Linked DNA regions of Gossypium hirsutum: region 1 is linked to region 2. The links are chromatin contacts, called in public Hi-C maps. All regions are on one chromosome and are shown on one strand. The core of a region is the stretch at or near the end of the contact, and the rest is flanking DNA. Distances in the headings are between cores, read along the strand shown. Region 1 holds the start of LOC107894025 (ankyrin repeat domain-containing protein 2A). Region 2 holds the start of LOC107894024 (pheophytinase, chloroplastic).

Evidence for each region. A called contact is a pair of places that touch in the nucleus more often than the background predicts.
Region 1: a Hi-C map of leaf shows a contact between it and region 2, with 2.4 times the contacts expected there. The contact joins the promoter of LOC107894025 here to the promoter of LOC107894024 in region 2. A contact is called at or near these places in 10 of 34 Hi-C or Micro-C datasets (callus, hypocotyl, leaf and 1 more).

What each region holds. Positions count from the first base shown.
Region 1 is chrA13:14,479,041-14,485,878 of Gossypium_hirsutum_v2.1, forward strand. It overlaps LOC107894025 (ankyrin repeat domain-containing protein 2A), which reads left to right and starts at 4,667. Exons shown (of 8, transcript XM_041084965.1): 1 at 4,667-5,059; 2 at 5,393-5,595; 3 at 6,266-6,478; 4 at 6,598-6,746. The coding sequence starts at 5,026.
Region 2 is chrA13:14,244,556-14,252,082 of Gossypium_hirsutum_v2.1, forward strand. It overlaps LOC107894024 (pheophytinase, chloroplastic), which reads left to right and starts at 3,683. Exons shown (of 6, transcript XM_016819213.2): 1 at 3,683-4,249; 2 at 4,331-4,442; 3 at 4,536-4,629; 4 at 5,637-5,814; 5 at 5,886-5,955; 6 at 6,047-6,509. The coding sequence starts at 3,879. The coding sequence ends at 6,358.

The sequences.
Region 1 (6,838 bases), core at 3,417-5,916, 240 kb after region 2:
TAATTTGGAAGACAACAGACAATAAGTCTATTGAGTAATTTTAAGTGTGTCCCATTAAAGGAAATATTCAAGTATTTATACATATTATCACTGTTCATAACTTAACCCCATTATTCATAGGATTGACACTCTGAGTAGGCCTCGAGTATGTTGGACATGTGTATCATTCCAAGTTGCATGTTGGAGTTTGCGGTCCCTTCCATGTGAACTCCTTAGATGTATGCGAGCTAGGACCGCAAACTCCCTTCAACTCTTGCAAGCTAATACCACAAGCTCTCCAACTGTCCTCTCGTTGTACGTCTTGTGTGCATCCATTTAGTAGGGTTTGGCCGGGTCATAGGTCGGCTACCCAAAGATTATCTAGGTCTGGGGCTGGTGACTACTATTGTATGACAAAGTCATAAAACATAATAATTTAATGTAACATAATTGTTAGATTACGACATTTTAAGCTCTTTCATAAGATAAAAGTTTCGTTTAGTCTGGTTTATACACTTGTATGAACATTGTACATATTCTTTACGATAGAAATTGAGTAGGGTTTTGTGTCAACAATATTCAAGCTCAATTTGGTTGTATTTGTAACTTCCATTTTGTAGTATGAATTTTAAAAAGCTATTCCATTACCGCGACAAACACACATTAATATAATTTTTTCATGCAATTGTTGTTTTTTTTCATATTTGACCATAGTCTTGCATTATCAATAAAACAAAGTAGAATAAATATAATAAGAATGTGGTGAATTTACAATAGAAGTAAAATAACCACCTTTAAATAATGCATATTGAACACAAAAGGAATTAAATGACTCAAAATAATAAGGTAAAAATATGAATTGAGCAAGTTAAAATTATATTTTGAATATTATAAGTTATAGATCCATGTTTTATTAGATCAAGTTATATTTTAATTATTGACTCAAATGTAATTTAGTTAAACGGAATTTATGGAAATATGAATTATAAAAATAATATATTTTTTAAATGTTGAGGGTGAAAGAAAAGTGACAAAATAGATAAGTGTTCTTTTTTTAAAATTAGTTATGTAATACACCCCTTCTTAATTTAATATTATGATTGGATTATGTGTAAAACATGTAGAAGATGAATAATTTATTTTTATATGGTATTGAATTGATTCAAAAGATAATTTAATAATTTAGTTAGAAATTTTAAATAATAAAAGTTCATAAAATTTACTTGTTTACAACGAAATTATCAAAAAAGAAAGAAAGAAATTGTAGTATAAATACAAATTTTGTTGCATAATAAAATTTTTAATAATATGAAAATGTTATATATAAAAATCATATAATAGCATTAATTAATTTATATTGTACAGACATTGAATGCAATTTAATGGGTATGTATTTCTTTAACCACATGCTACTTAAAATATATGTTATTAATTTATTAAAATGCCTAAAAGAGTGATAAAAAATTATCAGTATATCGAAATTTTCATGTTTGCACTCAAATTCTATGATAATTTTTTATCTTCTGCGATGTATTAATTTCTTAATTTATTATTTTTAAATATATTTGAAATTTGTAATGTTTGAAAAATAATATGTTAAAAATTGTAACCAAAATCATATATTTCAGCACTGCACCACACTTATTGTTAAATATAAATGAGTCAATATTTTATAATCCTTTTTTAAAATATTAATATGCTCCCCTGATAGCAACAAGTGCATCCTTGCCGGCACGAATTGGACAGACATCTGCTTCTAAGGAAAGTAATCTTTGGTTCATCTCCTCTAACCTAGGTCCAGCCTTTTCAAGAGCAAATATTAAGGTTCTCGATTTCTCTAAGCTAAGCTTCAGTGACTTTCTAGCAGCTATCAAATTATCTATATAAAAATTGTTCTTGCAGTCGTTTCCAAATGCAGATTGGTCATCTCAATCCTCGAAGAAAAATCCTAATCAAGGATTGCTTGCAACTTCTTTTTCTTCTTTTTTTTTTCCTGTCGTTGTGCTCTTCTTTTCTCTTTTCTGATGGTGATTTTTCAAAACTCAACTATTGTTTCTTTTTAAACACGAGATTATATGGGTTTTAGGATAAATTTTTGTATTCTATTTTCATAAAAAAAATATATTTTCATCCCATCTAGGCATTTAAATTGGCATTTAAAACTCATTTAGACAGCTACATAGAACTACCATTAGAGAGGTAATAGAGCTTAATAGTAAAGTAACCACTTCATAACAAAATGATAACGTAAGCGACTAAAATATAACATTTCAAATATATATAATAAAAATATAAGTTAAAGAAAAAATAATTATTTTTATAGTTTATCTTTTTATTTTTTATTTTTTAATATGGTTAAAAGTTACGAAATCCTATAAATTTCAATGTAACCTTCGGTTTTGAATTTTAATTATGCACAAAAATGAGGACATTTACAATGCAATATGTTTATGTTTGGTTTAAACAAAATGGAAATATTTATGTAATTGCCTCTTTTGTATTTAATTCTATATAAAATTGAAGAAAATAAATCGTGCGGTAAAACTATGTGTATTAATAGATTAAAAAATTAAATAAATTGTACTGTTAAAATAGAAAACACTTTATAAGTGAAGGCCGTGAAAATTATGTGGGTCCGTTGAGCTTATGTGTCAAATCACCAATAATGCCACTTTTCAATCAGAGAAGTGGTCTAAAATTGAAAATTTTCATGTTAAAAACTTAGCTATAATATATGTATATATATATATATTAGACACCTATATATAAAAGAACCTTCACGTTTTGAAACGTGCCCAATCATTCATGATTTTTTTATATTATGTTAAGAATAGTTAAATTATAGTTATGCTCTCTATTTTTTAGGTTATAATTTTGCCTTTCTTTTTTTTTATTTGACTAAAATGGTTAAATTTTAGTTTTGGTCTCTTTAATATATTTAAATTTGATATTTAATCTCTATATTTTAATTTTTAATTTAAATCAATTCTTACATTTTTATAATATTATTAATTAGTGTAAATAATTAATACTTATATGTAAAAAGAAGGTTTCTTCCTTCTTACATGTGGCGCATCAAACTATGTTCTCTTTATTATTATTATTATTATTATTTACTAAAATGGTTAAATTTTAATTTGGTCTCTCTGATATATTTAAATTTGAGATTTATTCCATATACTTTAATTTTTAATATCATTTGGTCCATCTATTTTTATAATATTATTAATTAATCCAAATAGCTAATATTATTAACTTTTTATTAAAACATTACATGGTAATATATAATTTCAATATTGAATCTTAGAGAATAGAGATTGAAATGTAGTTTCCTATTTTTTATAGGTTCGTGTCGTTCTTTTTTTACATCATAAGATAATGGTCAAATTTCAATTTTGGCCTCTAAATTATGCTGAAATTTAAGATTTAATTTATATACTTTAATTTTTGACATAATTTAATACGTCTACTTTCATAATGTAATTAGCTAGTCCAAATAGTTTATATTGTTAACTATTTCATTTAAAATGCTAACACCATTTTTTTTAAATAGTATAATTCCAATAGTAAAACAAATTTCTATCATGATGATTCGAACAAGAGCTTTCAAGAAAAAAATCTAATAAGTATTTTCAACGTTATTTTTATATGACTATCAAGTGATTTTTTTTAATTTCAAAATGTTACATCAGATAATATAATAGAACAATTTCAACAATGGTAACAACTAGACCTAAATTTTTAAATTCAAAAAAATAGAGGATTATAAAAGTACGGAGACTAAATTTCAAATTAATGTACGAAGTGTATAGAGAATTTAGAGCATATTTTAACCTTTAAATTTACTCTATAATTTGATACAAATAAATAATTAACGCAACGCGAAACATGAGGTAACAACTATACTAATTAAAGAATTATTTTCTATGTACATTAATATATATATACATTAAAGAAATTGTAAGTGATTGTCGAACTTCATTTTACATATACTTCTGTAATAATTATATATATTTATATTTCAAAAAAAAATTCATGTTTTAAAATAAATCTCAATTTTATTACTTAAATTATTATAATCATTTTAAAATAGATTTAAGCTAAAGGTACTCATAAGTCGGGTTAGGCCCATGTAACGTATCTAGATAAATTTTTGAAGTCTAGACTCGACCTAAAATATGGGTTTGTTTTTTTGTTCAAGCTCGACTCAATTTAATAAAGGTAAACTCAGGCCAAACCCACCCCCGACCCTTCCATATTTGATTTCTCTAAAATTAGCTTTTATTTAAAACTATTTTTTTAAAAAATATAATACATTAAATGTACAAAAAAAGTTAAAATAAAAATTTTCTAACACATTTAAAATACATTAAAACATATTTACATTAAAAAAACACTACCATAAATATAATAAATATTTTATTGTATTAAATATAATTTTTTAAATTATATATTTTGGGTTATATTATTTAGTTGAGTAATTTTTTTAGGTTCTACGTAATTAAATTAATTGTTATTAAATTAATGATTTAATATAAATCTAATATAAATATATATAATTATTATTTAACTTATTTAATTAATATATATTTTCATAACATAATATATCACAAGTTTAAGTTAAGATCAAAAAAATCTTATACAATACTCTAATATAAAAAAACGGAATTTAAATTTTACCTAAATCCACTTTTTATATTTTTATCGAGATCTTTTCAAGTTGGGACTTGAGCAGGTGTCCATGACCAGCTATAATCCGAGCCGAAGCATTGCCACTTAGGTCTAATTTTTGCTTTAGTTATTATTAGAGTTTGGCTATATAAATTAAGCCTCTTTGGTCCTTAGGTTCCCCGTACTGCTACTGTGCCTTACTTTATCTCAGAAAACAAAGAAAAGAAAAGGGTTTTCCTCCATTTTCTATTTATCTTTTTCATTTCGAATTTAGGGAAAAAATGGCCACTTTCATCGAATTTCCAATCTAATTTCCCATTAATATTTTTTATTTTAAATTCTCGTTTCTAATTTTTTTTTTCAGTCATTTCAACCATGGCTTCCAATTCGAAGAAGCCCGCTACTGCTGGTAAGCATAATCTCAGATTCCTTTTCTTTACCGGTATTTGGAATTTGTTTCTGAGATCTACCTGAGCTCCTTATGCTTAGTTTCTCAATCGTCGCTTGAATGAATTTACTGTTTTAAGCAATTTGTGCTTATTCATTTTTTATTACTTAGTTTAGGTCTTGAATTGATCTGATTTTTGAGATCCTATGTTGGGTTATAGCAATTGTGTTAGGATTTGAGTAATTTCAATTTGGTTGGGGTTAATGTGGATGAATCCAGATACGGGCTTGGTTTTGAAGTTAGTGAATTGATAAATTGATTATTATTTATGTTTTTTTCTCCTGTATTTGTTAGATGAGAAATCGGCTTTGAAAACGGAGAGCAAAAGTTCAAAGCCTGAAACATCCACCACTGAGAAGAAAACTTCAACACCTGAGCCTTCAACTGGGGGTTCACAGCCAGCACAAGCAGGGGCCTTCCCTCCCAACGCTATGCCTGGTCCTGGGTTTGCCCCACCCAATCCATTTGATTTCTCAGCCATGAGTGGCCTTCTTAATGTAAGCTTCTTGCCTTTTTATTTTGATTATTGTTTGGAACATGTGAACTTACTGATTCGGTCATCTTTTGATTGTCATAGCTCATCTTTTGCTACCTGCAGTGTTCTCAAGGCGGGTTTTTACCTTAGCACTAGACTACAAAAGCGCCTTAGAAACTTGCAGGCGAGGCCTATTCAATTAGGCGCATGCCTGGTGTGTCTAGGCGTGCTTTATTTGTCAGGCGATAGGCATAAAAAAGCATGCTTTATTTTTTCACTTTTTCCATTAGATATACCTTTATTAGTAAGAAATGGATAGTTCAAAATCTGTATTTTCCTATATTTGAGTATTCAATGGCAGACATGGACCATAAGTAAATCATGCATATCGACCAATAGAAAAAAAATTGCATGTCTGTAGATAAACTGGATTGCATTTTAGAGTTTATTACATATCTTAAACTACATACATATATATGTATATATGTGCACACATACAAGAACTCAGAAAGTACATATTGTGGTTTATTTGGCTAGTTTTTTCATGCCTTGTGCCCTTGACAACACTGGTAGTAGAACATTTAAGGCTTTTGGTTAGTCTCTTTAATTGACTGTTTCAGCGGTGAATGTAATTGCTGAGAATTGACAGTCAAATTTATATCTTATGGAAGTTAACCATCTTGGTTTGTTAGGATCCAAGCATCAAGGAACTAGCTGAGCAGATAGCCAAAGATCCTTCATTTAATCAAATGGCAGAGCAGCTCACTAAAACGTTTCAAGGGGCAGCAGCTGAAGAGACCACGCCGCAGTTTGATCCACAGCAGTATTATTCTACTATGCAACAGGTTATGCAGAATCCCCAGTTTATGACCATGGCTGAGCGCCTTGGTAATGCATTAATGCAGGTATATCTGGGCCCAGTAGCTACTTTCAGTGGATTCATGATTCCTGTGGTCCTATTTTCTTATATTACATTACATGCATCACTTCTGGTAGATGAAATTTTAGTTTTGTCTTTCTTCAGGATCCAGCTATGTCTACCATGCTTGACAGTTTGGCTAATCCTCAACAAAAGGACCAGATTGAGGAAAGGATGGCACGTATTAAAGAAGATCCATCTTTGAAGCCTATTTTGGAAGAAATAGAAAGTGGTGGTCCCGCAGCAATGATGAGGTCAGCGATAAAAGCTTGTTGGGGCATAACATTTTCTTCTTTAGATTATACATTCTATTATTTCTTCAGTAAATTAATCGAGAAAGGTTTTA
Region 2 (7,527 bases), core at 2,433-4,932:
TTTATGAGCCAGGTTATCTGTCCAAGCTCGAAGTTTATCTTGAAATTTGGAAAGATTTGAGAAAAAATATTAATCCCCAAAAATAGACTTAAGAAAATATTAGGCTCATTTAAAATATGAACTAGGTTCAAACTTGAACATTTAAAATCCGAACTTGACTCGAGTTGGCCTATTTTTAAATTTATACTATTTTATATTATGTTAATATCATGCTTAAGTCTAACACGACTTGACCCACAAACACATTTATAATACTTTATATTATGTCAATATCATACTTAAATCTAACCCGACTTAACCTACAAACACCTTTACTTTAAAATCATAATTTTCATAATGAGATTGAAACAGGGAAAAGAATAATCCAATTGTTTGACTAGTACTAAAAGTTAGAGATATTGATTGAATTGCTACTAATAATCATTAAAAATGGATGACTGAAATTGTTTAAACCAAATGTAGCTAAAGTTTGGGATCGTTCTTTAATTTTGATGTATTAAACCCAAATTTGTTTTAAATTTTAGCTCAAATTCTTTATGTTTACCTTTGAAAAGAAAAGACTAAAATTTTAAAAACAAACGACAAACGAATAGAATTCTTCGCTTTTCTTTTTTATTTGTAACTTTATTTCAAAGCTTTACTAAAATTAATTTAGTAAGCTTTGCAGAGCCGCCTAGGGCACAAAATTGGAAGGGCTCTAAAAATTTTCAACTTTTAGAATAAAAAAAAAGAAAATTCAAATTAAAATAAATTTATTAAATGATTAATGTTTTCAATTTTTCACCATAAATACTTCATCTCTTAAACCTCTAAAATTTTTTAGCTTTTATTATATTTAAATTTTATAATTGTTTTTAAAAAGAAATTTAATTTATTGTTACGCTTAGGGCTCCAAAAATGTGAAGAACGAGCTTAAAACTTAGGAAAACTTTTACCAATTTAATGTCAATTTTTTTATGGTTTGTTTGGGTGAGAAATTTATAAGAGAGATTTAATTTGTATCCAGGTTTTCAAATGCCTAAAAATGAATTTACTTTTTTGAGTAAATATATTAGAGAATTTCAAAACTTATGAGTAAATTTCAATAGAGAATTTTAATTGTTCAAATTCATTTTTAAATTTCATCTAAAAAGGTGGTTTTTCAAAATTCCTCATAATTTTATTTGATTAATTACACATAATTTCGCTATAAGATGAAAACTTAAACTTCAAATTCAAAATTTATTTTATTTAATTATAGTATATACTTTAAATTTTATTTTATTAAAACTATTTATAAAAGCTTACAAATATAATGATATTCAAATTGAATATTTTTTATATTATTTGTTTTTAATATAATTATTTTTTAATTTGTAAAATTCCATTAACCTAATCTTTTCTAAATAAATTATTTATCCAAACAAAAAAAAATTGCAAATCTTAACATTTTGAATTGATGAATTTTAAAATGTATTTTAAAAGTCTCAAAATTTTTAAGATTCTTTATCCAAACACACTCTTAAAGTTTACTTTTTAAAATTTTGGCATAATCTAAAATATTTTGGCAAACCCTTGTAAAATTTGATAAATCTTTCAAATTTTCAGTAAATTCTTAAAAATTTTGGTACAAAAAAAATTATAGAAATTTCAATAAATTCTTAAAAATTTTGATATAATATTAAAAAATATGATATACCAAATGTTGAATGGATCAAGTTTCAAGAAATTTTCGTATAACGTTAACAATTTTGATAAACCCAAATGTTGAATGGGTAAATCTGACTCTAAGGAAAAGTTTAAAATATACCTTAAAATATTTGGTAAAGCCTTAAGAAATTTGGTATAACTTATACAAAGACAGCTGCATGGGTTGAGGAAAAATTGTGATAAATCCTATGGAAATGCTATTCTTAGAAATTTTGGTAAGTCCTAAGAAATTTTTGTATAAATTTAAAATTTTTGGTATACTAAAATGTTGAATGGATCAAGGTTAGGACCCTAATTTAGAAATTTTTTATATAACCTTAAAAATTTTAGGAAATTCTTAAAACTTTTGGTATAGTTTTAGATATTTTGGTGTGACCTTATAAATTTTGGTACACAAAAAGTTTCAAGGAAAAGCTTTTGAAATTTTGGTATAATCTTAAAGATATTAGTAAATCTTAAAAAAATTTGGTAAATCCTTGAAAATTTTTATAAAAAAAATCAAATTTTGGCATAGAAGAAATTCTATGGAAAATGCATAGAAATTTTGGTAAACTTTTTGAAATTTTAGTATAAATTAGAAATTTTGATATACTAAAATGTTGAATGGATCGAATCTAAGACCCTTAGGAAAAACTTTAGAAATTTTGGTAAACCATTTAGTATATCCTTAAAAATTTTAATAAATTTAAATATTTTGATATAATTTTAAAAATTTTGGTATATTAAAATGTTAAATGGGTCAAGTCTGAGACCCTAAGTAAAAGTTTAAGAAATTTTGATATAACTTTAAAATTTTTGATACATCCTTAAAAATTTAGCTATAACTTTAAATATTTTGATAAGTATTTAGAAATTTAGGTTTAAGTATATTAAGACTGGTGCATGGGTTGAGGAAACAATTTGATAAATCCTATGAAAAGTTAACTTTAGAAATTTTGGTACACCAAAATGTTGAATGAGTCGAGTTTGATAAGTAAGGAAAAACTTTAGAAATTTTGGTAAACCCCTTGATAATGTTAGTATAACCTAAATCCTTAAAACTTTTCTATACAAGAAATTTTGGTAAACCCTTAAATTTTTTTTTAAAAAACCATTAGAAATGATATAGCTTTAAAATTTTTGGTAAGTACAATTAAGTTTTGGTATATAGAAAATTCTTAGGAAAAATCATAGAAATTTTGGTATAACTTTAGAAATTATGGTGTATTAAAATATTCAATGGGTCGAGTTTGGAACTCTTAGAAATAACTTTAGAAATTTTAGTAAACTCTTAAAAATGTTGGTATGGTATAGATTTTTTTTTTTAGATTGTAAGGAGTTTTGATATAAACTTTAAAATTATGGTATGCCAAAATATTGAATGGATAAGTTTAAAATTTTAAAAGAAAAATTTTAACAATTTTTTATTATCTTAAAATTTTTGTATAACGTTAGATATTTTGATAAATATTTAGGAATTTTGATAAACTTTTAGAAATTTGGTTTAATTTTAAAATTTTCATAAACCTTTAAAATTGTAAATTAGGTATGTAGAAAATTCCAAAGAAAACCCTTAAAAATTTTGGTTTACAAAAATATTGAATGGGTTGAGTTTGTGACATTTAGGAAATGCTTTAGAAATTTTGATAAATTGCAAATAATTTTAGTATAAGTTTAGAAATTTTGGTATATTAAAATATTGAATGGAAAAGATTAATAAATTTTGGTATAAAGGGAGGGCATGTAAAATTAACATAGTTTTATGTCATCTCATAATTTTTTCTTTCATTAATATTTTAATAATTTAATACATTCGTACCAATATAACAATATTAATATTAATTAAATTAAAATTCAATGGGCACTAAACTTCTTATATATATGGTTATTTTTGTTTAATGTATGAATATGTACATATATTTTTAGAAAATAAAAGTAATTTAATGTAAGCTTTCATTGTATAAAAAGTCCATAATTTTTTTTTTACAAATTACTAAAATTTAATAGAATAATTGTTTTTCGAAAAAAAAATCTAAATATTTTAGCTTTTATCAATTATGTAAAATTTAAAACAGTGTTGAAGATAGTGAGAGGTGGGAGCAATCCGAAGTCCAAATGCAACCAATACCACACACAACTCCCCCCATATGGCAAAGGAATGAAATTTGAGTGGAACAAAAATAACAAACAGTTGAGTGGTGGGAATAAAGATGGCGGCTGCCACGGTTCTTCATGTTGTGGCGGCGGCTTTTCTCCGACCGCCGCATTCGCTGCCGCGGACGAAGGCTAAAGAACCCAGACTGAAACCAGGACTTGCTTTCCCTCACCTTTACGATAACAAGCTTCCCGTTCTCGGTCGTGGCTATGGTGTTGGTAACCGTAGTTTCATCACTTGCTATGTTGACCCATCCACTGAGTCTCGTGTCAGCGTGTTAGGGGTGAGTCAGATAAAGGAGAAATGCAGTAAGTGGCAATGGAAAGGTCGGTACTCCATCAATTACTTTGTTTCCTCATCATCTTCTACCAACCCTCCTTTGCTTCTCGTTCATGGATTTGGTGCCTCCATTCCCCATTGGCGAAGGTACCCAAACTGGAAATATCGTTGCTTTTCATTTATTTTGAAATGATTGCAGTATTTGAACTGGGTTAACAATTGTTGTAGGAATATTGACACATTGGCTCAGGATTACACTGTTTATGCTATTGACCTTCTGGGTTTTGGTGCATCAGATAAGCCCCAAGGTTTTTCATATTCCATGGAAGCTTGGGCTGAGGTATATTTCACTACAACCCAAGCTCACAAAAACATGGCGTTTAACTGTTTTAATCAAAATTAATCCTTCTAATCTCAATATTATTGTTCACAGTTGATACTAGATTTCTTGAATGAAGTTGTTCAGAAGCCTACTGTGTTGATTGGAAACTCTGTGGGAAGTCTTGCTTGTGTGATAGCTGCCTCAGGTAGTTAAAACACATAGTTTAAATCCATATATAATTTTTTTTGATGATTATATTGCTAGATACCGAACCAAATTCTACTTAGCAATTAGTTATCAATGATTACTTGCTAATTAAGTTTATTTAATACGTAAATATTTATATCATGTAAGAAATCTTAGAGAATAAGATTTCTTGATGATCAAGCAATAGGATCTTAGGTCAGAATTATGAGATAGATGTAATTTCTATGGCATATTTGTGTAGGAAATGAGTTTTGTAGGGTTGTGAGAAAGAGTTTAGTAAAATATTGGGTTAATGGGGCAAAATGTATTTCATGTGTTTAAACCTAGAGAGCGTAGAAAACTGGGCTTGTTTTGGGGCTCAGGATTAGTATTTGTGTATTGCGTGTTTTGAACCCGTTGTAATCCTTGTGTTTATAGTGGAATTTTTTTCCCTCATCCCTCAATGTAGGCAACCGGAACCGAATCATCTCTTGTAATATCTATGGGGTCTCTGTATAGGAAATGAGTTTTGTAGGGGTGTGAGGAAGAATTTGGTAAAATATTGGGTTAATGGGGTAAAGTGTATTTCAAGTGTTCAAACCTAGGGAGCATAGAAAACTGCGCTTGTTTTTGGGCTCGAGTTTAGTGCTTGTCTATTGGGTGTGAGGAAGAGTTTGGTAATTTCTGTGGCATCTTTGTATAGGAATGACTTTTGTAGGGTCGTGAGGAAGAGCTTGGTAAAATATCGGGTTAATGGGATAATGTGTTTCCATGTGCTTAAACCTAGGGAACATAGAAAACTGGGCATCTTTTTGGGGCTCAGGTTTAGTGTTTGTCCATTGAGTGTTTTGAATTCTTTGTAATCCTTATGTTTATGGTGGAGTTTTTCTCTTATCCCTAGATGTAGGCAACCAGAAGTGGAGCATGTTAAATATTATCTCTTGTGCGTATCATGTATTCCATGTTGATCTCGCGTTTGATTGTGTTTCCACTTACAAATTTCTAATGTATATTGTGTGGAACAAGAATCTAGTCAAAACCTGGTTCGAGGGATTGTGCTGTTGAATTGTGCTGGTGGGATGAACAACAAGGCAATTGTTGATGATTGGAGGATCAAACTCCTCTTACCTTTGCTTTGGTTGGTTGATTTCTTATTGAAGCAAAGACGAATCGCCACGGCCGTCTTTGAGCGCGCCAAGCAAAGGTATTCTATTTGGTTCAACCATCTTCCTGTACTGATATTCATTGCTACTCATCCAGTTGTCTTTAATGCAGAGATAATCTAAGAAACATTTTGTTATCTGTTTATGGAAATAAAGAGTCCGTTGATGATGAACTAGTTGAGGTACAGCAATCAATCTCCTTGAGTTACCGCCTACGGTTCCTTATTAACACGAACCATTTAAACTTGATAATAATGTTCTTTTACAATGCAGATCATCAATGGACCAGCGAACGATGAAGGTGCTCTCGATGCCTTTGTCTCGATTATAACCGGTCCACCAGGGCCAAACCCTGTGCAATTGATGCCGAGAATCAACTTACCTGTCCTAGTTTTATGGGGTGATCAAGATCCTTTCACCCCTATAGATGGGCCTGTAGGTAAGTACTTCTCTTCCTTACCTTCGAAATCGTCGAATGTAAGCCTTTATATGTTGGAAGGTGTAGGGCATTGCCCCCATGATGATAAACCTGACCTAGTTCATCAAAAGTTGCTTCCTTGGTTGGCTCAAGTTACTGCTTTGTGAGCAGCCATTGATGTAATTGCTAGAAATTGGTGGCCATTTGTATAGTAGATTTTTGATCCAAGGAATATATATATATATATATGTATAGCAATGATATGTCATGTATATGTTGCATTGACGCTTAGCCTATAAATAAGTGTCAATTTCTTTACTATTTACCTTTTAGAATTTCTTCATTTGACATTTGAAAAAATTCATAATAGATGGATTATAGTTTAAAATGATTTTATATATTGTATGAAAGATAGAAATAATAATCTTTTATAGAAACTCTAAATGATTTTATATATTATTTTTTAAAAGTCATTCGTTCCATTAGTCAGATGAATCTACTTATATCAATTAGTCATTCTTTCACGTTATGCTGCTCATTTAGGGGGGTTAGGTCCATTCATTTATCATTTCTTGACCAAGGCTCTAAACACTCAAATCTGGTCTCTATAACATTTCACTTTACTAAATCAAGGTGAGAACAAAAGTATTACGAAATTTCTCTTCACTAATTACTTACATGGCGTCTCAATATTAAATTTTATTTTAGTACCTTATTATTATCTTTTATTCACATATAATTTCACTTATTACTGTTTTTTTTGGTGAAAAAGATATTACAACGCAAGTATTAAACATTAAAAAAACATCATCACATAATTCTCATTAACCAACTGCAACCTCGATTCTCTGTTTCGCCTAACCTGGACAATCGTGTCTGCGATTTTATTTTCATCTCTAGGAATATGTTGAAGATTTCAATGGCTTAGAAGCTTCAAAAACAAAAGTATTCTTCTTACTAAAGTAGAATTAGAGTCTTCACGAACTCCTTTATGAATGATTTTAACAGCTTTAAAATTATCTGTTCGAATGACGACTTTTTGAAAGCCTCGATCAAGAGAAATTTTCAACATGTCTAAGATTCCCCTTAATTCTAAACCAAAAACTTCACAATTGCCCAAATACATGTTGAAACAAACAATCCAATTCCCATTATGATCTCGCAGAAATCCTTCAGCTGCGGCAAACATATCCACAGATTTAACTGAACCATCCGTATTTAAATAAACCCAACCATCCGAAGAAACAAGAATGAAATCCGATCTTGAAGGTTTAGTGGCATGCGAACTTAACATAGAAACATACTGCTTTGCTCAACACAAAGTGGCTTTAATAAA